Linked DNA regions of Zea mays: region 1 is linked to region 2. A link is a contact called in public Hi-C data. All regions are on one chromosome and are shown on one strand. The core of a region is the stretch at or near the end of the contact, and the rest is flanking DNA. Distances in the headings are between cores, read along the strand shown.

Region 1 (3,051 bases), core at 296-2,795, 340 kb before region 2:
ATCCCATCTCTAATGATGAATCCCCAACGCCCAAATTGCCAGAGAATAAAATCTCTCTAACAACTCATGAGCTCATACAAAAAGTAAGTAAGAAGTTTCATTCATAAAAAGTGTTCCCTTGAACCTACCTTATTTAACATGTATGCATTATCAAGTACTCTAGCCTTGAATATGAGCAAATAAAAAACAGCTATCCACGTGCCTGAACCTTGATTTGTGGCTTCTGTAGGGTTTCGACTCTAGTCTACCCTAACTTGCTTGAGACTATAAGACTTTGTTGTTGTTGTTACACTATCAAGTACCCCCTCCATTCAAATTATAAGATATTTGGTTTTTTCTAGATACGTAACATTTTTACGCACTTAGATATACACTATGCCTAGATACATATTAAAAACAATGTATCAACAAAAGTGAAAATGCCTTATAATTTGGAACACTTTGCAAAGGATCTGACTTCAGTGCAATAAAAAAGAACACCCCATCCAGTTAATAGTTTCGCCCTAAACACAACCAACTTGCTCTCTGGGTGTATGTCTCCTCAAAGGGAAGATTGAACATGGCGGCTAAGCAAATGACAGTGTCCAAAAATTCTCAGATTGATAAATAAGCTGGAAACGGAACTCCTTCAAAAGCTATATACAGTTAATAAAATAACTGAAATCATCCAGATAATGGGTTCAAAGTATTGAATCAATATGGTTACCTGAAACGCTTCTCTGCACCACAAGTGATCAATGCATATGGGTCAGATGTCCCATTTAAGTTCGCCGCCATCAAATTTTTTGCAGCCAACAATTCGAGCTGAACAGACACATCCAATCAAAGTCATAAACCATCCAGAACAACTGCCGGCAGCAAGACGTGGAAAAAAGAATAGAGGCCAAAATCTGATCACTGATCACCTTCACTACATAGGCAGAGGGGCCGCTCACACCCCCCTTGAACTGCCCCAATCCAATCCAAGCGCATCCATCAAACGGGAGATCAAGGCATCAGCATCCGTGATGACCAGCACCATATGACCCAAATTCTCCGAAACCCAAGACGTTACCTTGTCGGCGCCGTCCAGCCCCCGCACGAGGAGCTCGTCGGCGTCGCCCGCCGCTGCCGCCTGCGAGGAGCGCGGGTTGAGGAGCTCGTAGGCAACGTAAAGCGCCACGAGGATCATCGCGGCGGCGCACGTGACCTCGATCTCCCAGAAGGTCGGGAGAAGGAACCCAAGCGCCGCCACCGCCGGGGTTGACCCAGCGACCTGCGACGCCATGCCTGCTCCCGCGCCCCGCGCCCGCGCCCGCGCCCGCGAGAAGGGTGCGTGCCGCGTCCTAGGGACTCGGGAGCGGTATGGGCGCGCACGCGAGGGCCATGGAGGCGGGGGCGACCAGGGGAGGAAGGAATGGTGGCCTGGTGGGGTGGTGGTTATGCAGGGGGACGACGAGGCGGGGAAGGTGGGAGCGGTCGGGTCGCGGTCGCGGGATGGGTCATGGGTGGGCCACCCTGCAGAGGCCGGGACCAGTGGGGTCGGACGGGGAATTCGACGGTGCGGTTCGGTTCAGTTCTGCCGTCTGCGGAGGCCGGAGATAATGGACTTCGACGCCGGTCCGATGGGTCCACGACGACGCCTGCGCCGGTTGACCTGGGAATTGAACCCGGGCCGATGTTACTCTCCGTTTCCTTTGGGTCAGCACCCGAAGGTTTCAGTTCGGATAATTTTGTCTTTTATTAAAAAGAAACAATTTTGGTTGCACAAACATTTATTTCAACGCGATAACATAATTACATAACATTTGAGGTCGTTCAAAAGCTCTAAACTTTATATTTTAAAATTTGAGTACTTCATAAAAGATAATAAATAATTTGATAAAAAATGACAACTGCAAGTTATAAATCTTAATGAGCCATACATTTTTTATATTTTTTATGTAAAGTTCATCTTCGTTTGATCTCCCATGTAGTTATGAATCTGTTTGATTAACTATTACGGTAGAACAATTCTAACTTTGTTAGCTTTTCATCCCGATGCCTTTTAGAAACTACTCCCCCTTTTCGCACTTCTAGGAATTGCTCCCACTTTTCAAATTGTAAGGTGGTCTTGGTTTTTCTAGGTATACTAGGTGTATGCCCATGCATTGCTACGGAGTCAACATGTACTGGTAAGATGCAATGAGACGTAGAAGCACTATGATAAAATACATTGATATGTAAAACAATTATTGTTATTCTATACTTTTGTTAGTTACATACCTAAATAAAATATAGTACAATGACTGTCTGTTGCAATGACACACAAATTCGATAAAATGGTAATGTACAATAACTGCACAAAAAACGAATAGCATACATTATTATAGATATAAATTTTTCACATCCTAGTTTTATATCAGACTCCCATCTTATTATTATTTTGTTAGACGAGAAACAGACATGTTAAGAAAACTTGGTCCAAAACCTCTATAAAAGCCCCTCCAGCCATCTTTATCAAGCAACAGCCTGGTAGTTTTCATGACTGAAGATCTACCCTTACCATAGTTGTCCATAACCTGAAATCACATGAAAATAATAAAACACCCGGTGATGGAATTCTCACAATTACCATGCATGATAATAGTTCCTTCTATGGCCGTAGTTAGCTACTTAGTTGTACTAACTTTAAGTTCGGGTACATAGCCTATGTAACAAAGGTGATATGATAAACAACCAACCTCTGCAAAGATCAAGAAAGCATAGATGTAATGCTCCAAGATGGATCACCTTTTTTCAAAGACCGGATAAGGAAAAAAAACAAAGTATATTGGTGCAAAGAACATAATAAAGGTGCTCTAAGATACGCATAATCGCACAGTATGTTCTAGGATCAATGCACTTCAATAGTCATGTTAACGATGGGGGAAGTCATGGAATGAGAAACATACCTTTATCAACAGGTTCAATACAAGTGGACCAACAAATTGAGAAGCATCATTGCCAATCTACAATGTTGAGAGAGAGAGAGAAAGATGATGAGCTACTGAGAATATCACAAAGTGTTTATATAATGGGGAAAATATTAAA
Region 2 (3,149 bases), core at 347-2,846:
GAGCGGAGTGTCCAAAACAGGATAGAAAGTTGGAGATGGCGACGTCCGAGCTACCGCCCTCGCCCATGGCCTTCCTGGCCTTGCTGCTCCAGTGCGAAGCCCTGGCCCTAAACTCCTCGCCCATCTCCCCCTCCATGACGTCCCGCACGCACCGCTCCACCTCCTCGCTCCTCACCACGCCCCGGCCGTCCGGGCGCACCCGCACGCCGACGCGCCACACGTCCTGTATGTACTTGGCGTTGGTCGTCTGGTCCGACCAGTCGGGCATCGCCACCATGGGCACGCCGGCGCTGAGCGCCTCCACCGTCGAGTTCCAGCCGCAGTGCGTGAAGAAGCAGCCGACGGCGGGGTGCGCCAGGACCTCCAGCTGCGGGCACCACGACACCAGGAGCCCCCTGGTGGCCTGGGCCCTGTCGGCGAAGCCTTTGGGTACCTTGGCGGCCTCCGTGGCCCGGACGACCCACAGGAAGGGCTTGCCGCTGCCGTAGAGGCCCTCGGCTATCTCGCCCATCTGCTCCGGGCTCAGCGACGCCATGCTGCCGAAGGACACGTACAGGACGGACCCCGCCTGCTGGGCGTCCAGCCACGCCTTGCTTTCTGCCGCCATTGGGGCGTGCAGGTGGATGCCGTAGGACACGTCGTCCGGGAGGCGGTTGTCGAGGAACGCCGACGGGACGGTCGGCCCCACCATCTTGGCTCTCCACGTAGACGCCAGGTAGTCCGCTTCCTGTTTGCGTGGATCATGCATGCACGACTCAACGATGACGCGCATTCATTTGCATCTTACAGCTAGCGATGCATGCATTTGCGATTGTGATTGCACTGGGTCAGTAGTTCACTCACCTGCGGCTCCAGGTCGTAGAACGAGTTGACGAGCACGTGGTCGGCGGTGTCCAGCCCCAGGAACTGGTTCATCAGCAGCTCCCGGAAGCACGGTGGAAACCTGGTGTCGCCCAAGAACGTCGGCATGTCGTCCACCTCGAGCTGGGTCGACAGCCCAGCCAGAGCCAGGCCCCGCGCCTCCTCGGGGCGCAGCGGCAGGGGCGGCACCGGCACCCGCCCGGCCCACGCGTGCGCGTACACGATGTCCACGGCGCACGTCTGCGTGAGGAACGCCGCGCAGGCGGCGCCGCGCCGCCGCGCCACGCGCTGCGCCCAGGGTGCGAACGCGTCGTACACCACCACGTGCACCGGCCGCCCCAGCGCCGACTCCGACCGGAGGAGCTCGTCCAGCGTCTCGGACCCGGCCGACTCGAGGCGTTCGAAGTAGCGGGCGCCCATCCCTCCCACCTCGGCGGGGCCGCCCTCGTCGCAGCCGTCGGAGATCACGGCGACGTGGACCGAGCTCGGGGTCGGCTTCGTCGAGCTGACGACGAAGCGGGTCGCCGCGAGCGTGCACCGGACGCCAGCGCGGCCGGCGAGCCGCTTGCCGAACTGGAGCAGCGGGTTGATGTGGCCCTGCGTGGGGAATGGGAGCAGGAGGACGTGGACGCTTTGGTCGGACGGCCTCGCCATGGTTGTAGTTCAACGAATAACGAATGTGTGTGATAATTCTATCGACAGCTGTCACAGATCATACAGACTTGCTGCAATGGCGATGTTCTTCTTGGGAAGTACGAGAGTGCAGGTCTCTCTCTTTATATAGAGGGTGAGACCGTCCTCATGCTTCAGCGTCTCAACGACATAATCCTCGTCAGATGCTGAAGCAAAGCCCAAGTGGCCAACTATTTCTATTAAATTCGGTCCAAAAAAAATGAGCTCCGGCTGGGATCTAGAGTTGTAGACATCTAGTAGCGGAACACTAAAGCCCTAGATCAACTTGGGATAAAAAAACACTAAAAATATAGTTTAACAGTTATATAACAATGTAAGATAGATAACATACATAAAAAAATATCATTGTAAAGCAATATCTTTATTTATTTACATCAATCATTTTAAAATCTAGAGATAGAGCCTAATAAAAAATAATAAAGACATATTTTGAAACATGTAACCATGATAATGTAAATCGAGTTTTAGAATAAACACTATATAAATATTGTTAGAACGAGATAGATTAATTATATAGCTTTTCAATATTTTCAAGGAGATTTTTTTTTAAAAAAAAAGGCTATATCCGGATCATGGCCCGGGTGGTCATGGGCCAATATCTGGCCCTGTCGGTATCTGCACAACAAGTTGAAAAAACTACGGCACCACACCCACGAGAGACACTTCTCCTTGTTTTTGTCGATTTCTCTACACCTGCGGTGCCCGATTGTCACTTGGCTTGATCGTTTTCTTCGTCTCGCACGTCATCGATGACTTAAGCTTCCCGTCGAGTGCATGAATTTGCTGTCAGCAATGACATACATTTTATTACGTGAGCATCTGCGGAATGCAGTATATGTTTTATTCAAGAATCCATACACTTAAATCGTGCCAATTAAGGCCCTATTTGGAGTCGATCAAGTTTTTTCTGAAAATCCGCTCTTTGGAGAATCCGTTGTCTAAGTAATCTGAGGTGTTTAGCAATCCTGATTATTTTCACTGAATTGGCGGCTATAGAACGCGCATCTCTCCCGCAATCTAGACGTAAGTCTCAGGGTCCGTTTGGTTTCTCTAGTCTAGGAACTAAAATTTACTTAGTTTAGTCCATATTCTATTTGGTTCTAGGGACTAAAAGTTTTCAAAACACATTAAATAAATCATAAGAGGACTAAAATACTGTTTAACAATCTCTCACCATTAGTGCAACTGAAATAAACGATGGGCAAAAAGTGAAATTTATATGGATTATCCTTTTAGTCACCTCTTGAGATACTAGAATAGTTTAGTCCCTGTTTTAGTCCAACCGTTTGACAATTTAGGGACGAAATGAGGCTAAAATGGAAGAACTAGTATGTCTCCAGCAAGGGACTGTAAACGGCCCGTTACACTAAATATAGTGTTTCCAATCCTCCGGAAACCATCCAACAACGTCCGCTACCCTCTCCTCTAAAATATAGCGCCCGTCCTTCGTCCGCTACATTTACCGATTTCTTGTGTGTCCTCTATCTATCGAATCCTCCAGCCCACTGTCGAAGAGAGGACGAGCGCCTTAACGCCGGTCGTTGGAGTTTTGGATTGGCACTCGTCGGGAACGTTGAACACACACACGAATCGTC

The links. Hi-C and Micro-C count contacts between places; a contact is called where the count stands out from the background.
Region 1: a contact with region 2 is called in a Hi-C map of endosperm, with 2.1 times the contacts expected there. The contact joins the promoter of LOC100273569 here to the promoter of LOC100284183 in region 2. A contact is called at or near these places in 5 of 25 Hi-C or Micro-C datasets (bundle sheath, ear, endosperm and 2 more).

What each region holds. Positions count from the first base shown.
Region 1 is chr7:146,356,051-146,359,101 of Zm-B73-REFERENCE-NAM-5.0, reverse strand. It overlaps LOC100273569, which reads right to left and starts at 1,545. Exons shown (of 18, transcript NM_001147987.1): 1 at 1,055-1,545; 2 at 906-947; 3 at 707-804. The coding sequence starts at 1,267.
Region 2 is chr7:146,011,675-146,014,823 of Zm-B73-REFERENCE-NAM-5.0, reverse strand. LOC100284183 (indole-3-acetate beta-glucosyltransferase) reads right to left here and starts at 1,596. Exons shown (of 2, transcript NM_001157079.2): 1 at 844-1,596; 2 at 1-727. The coding sequence starts at 1,515.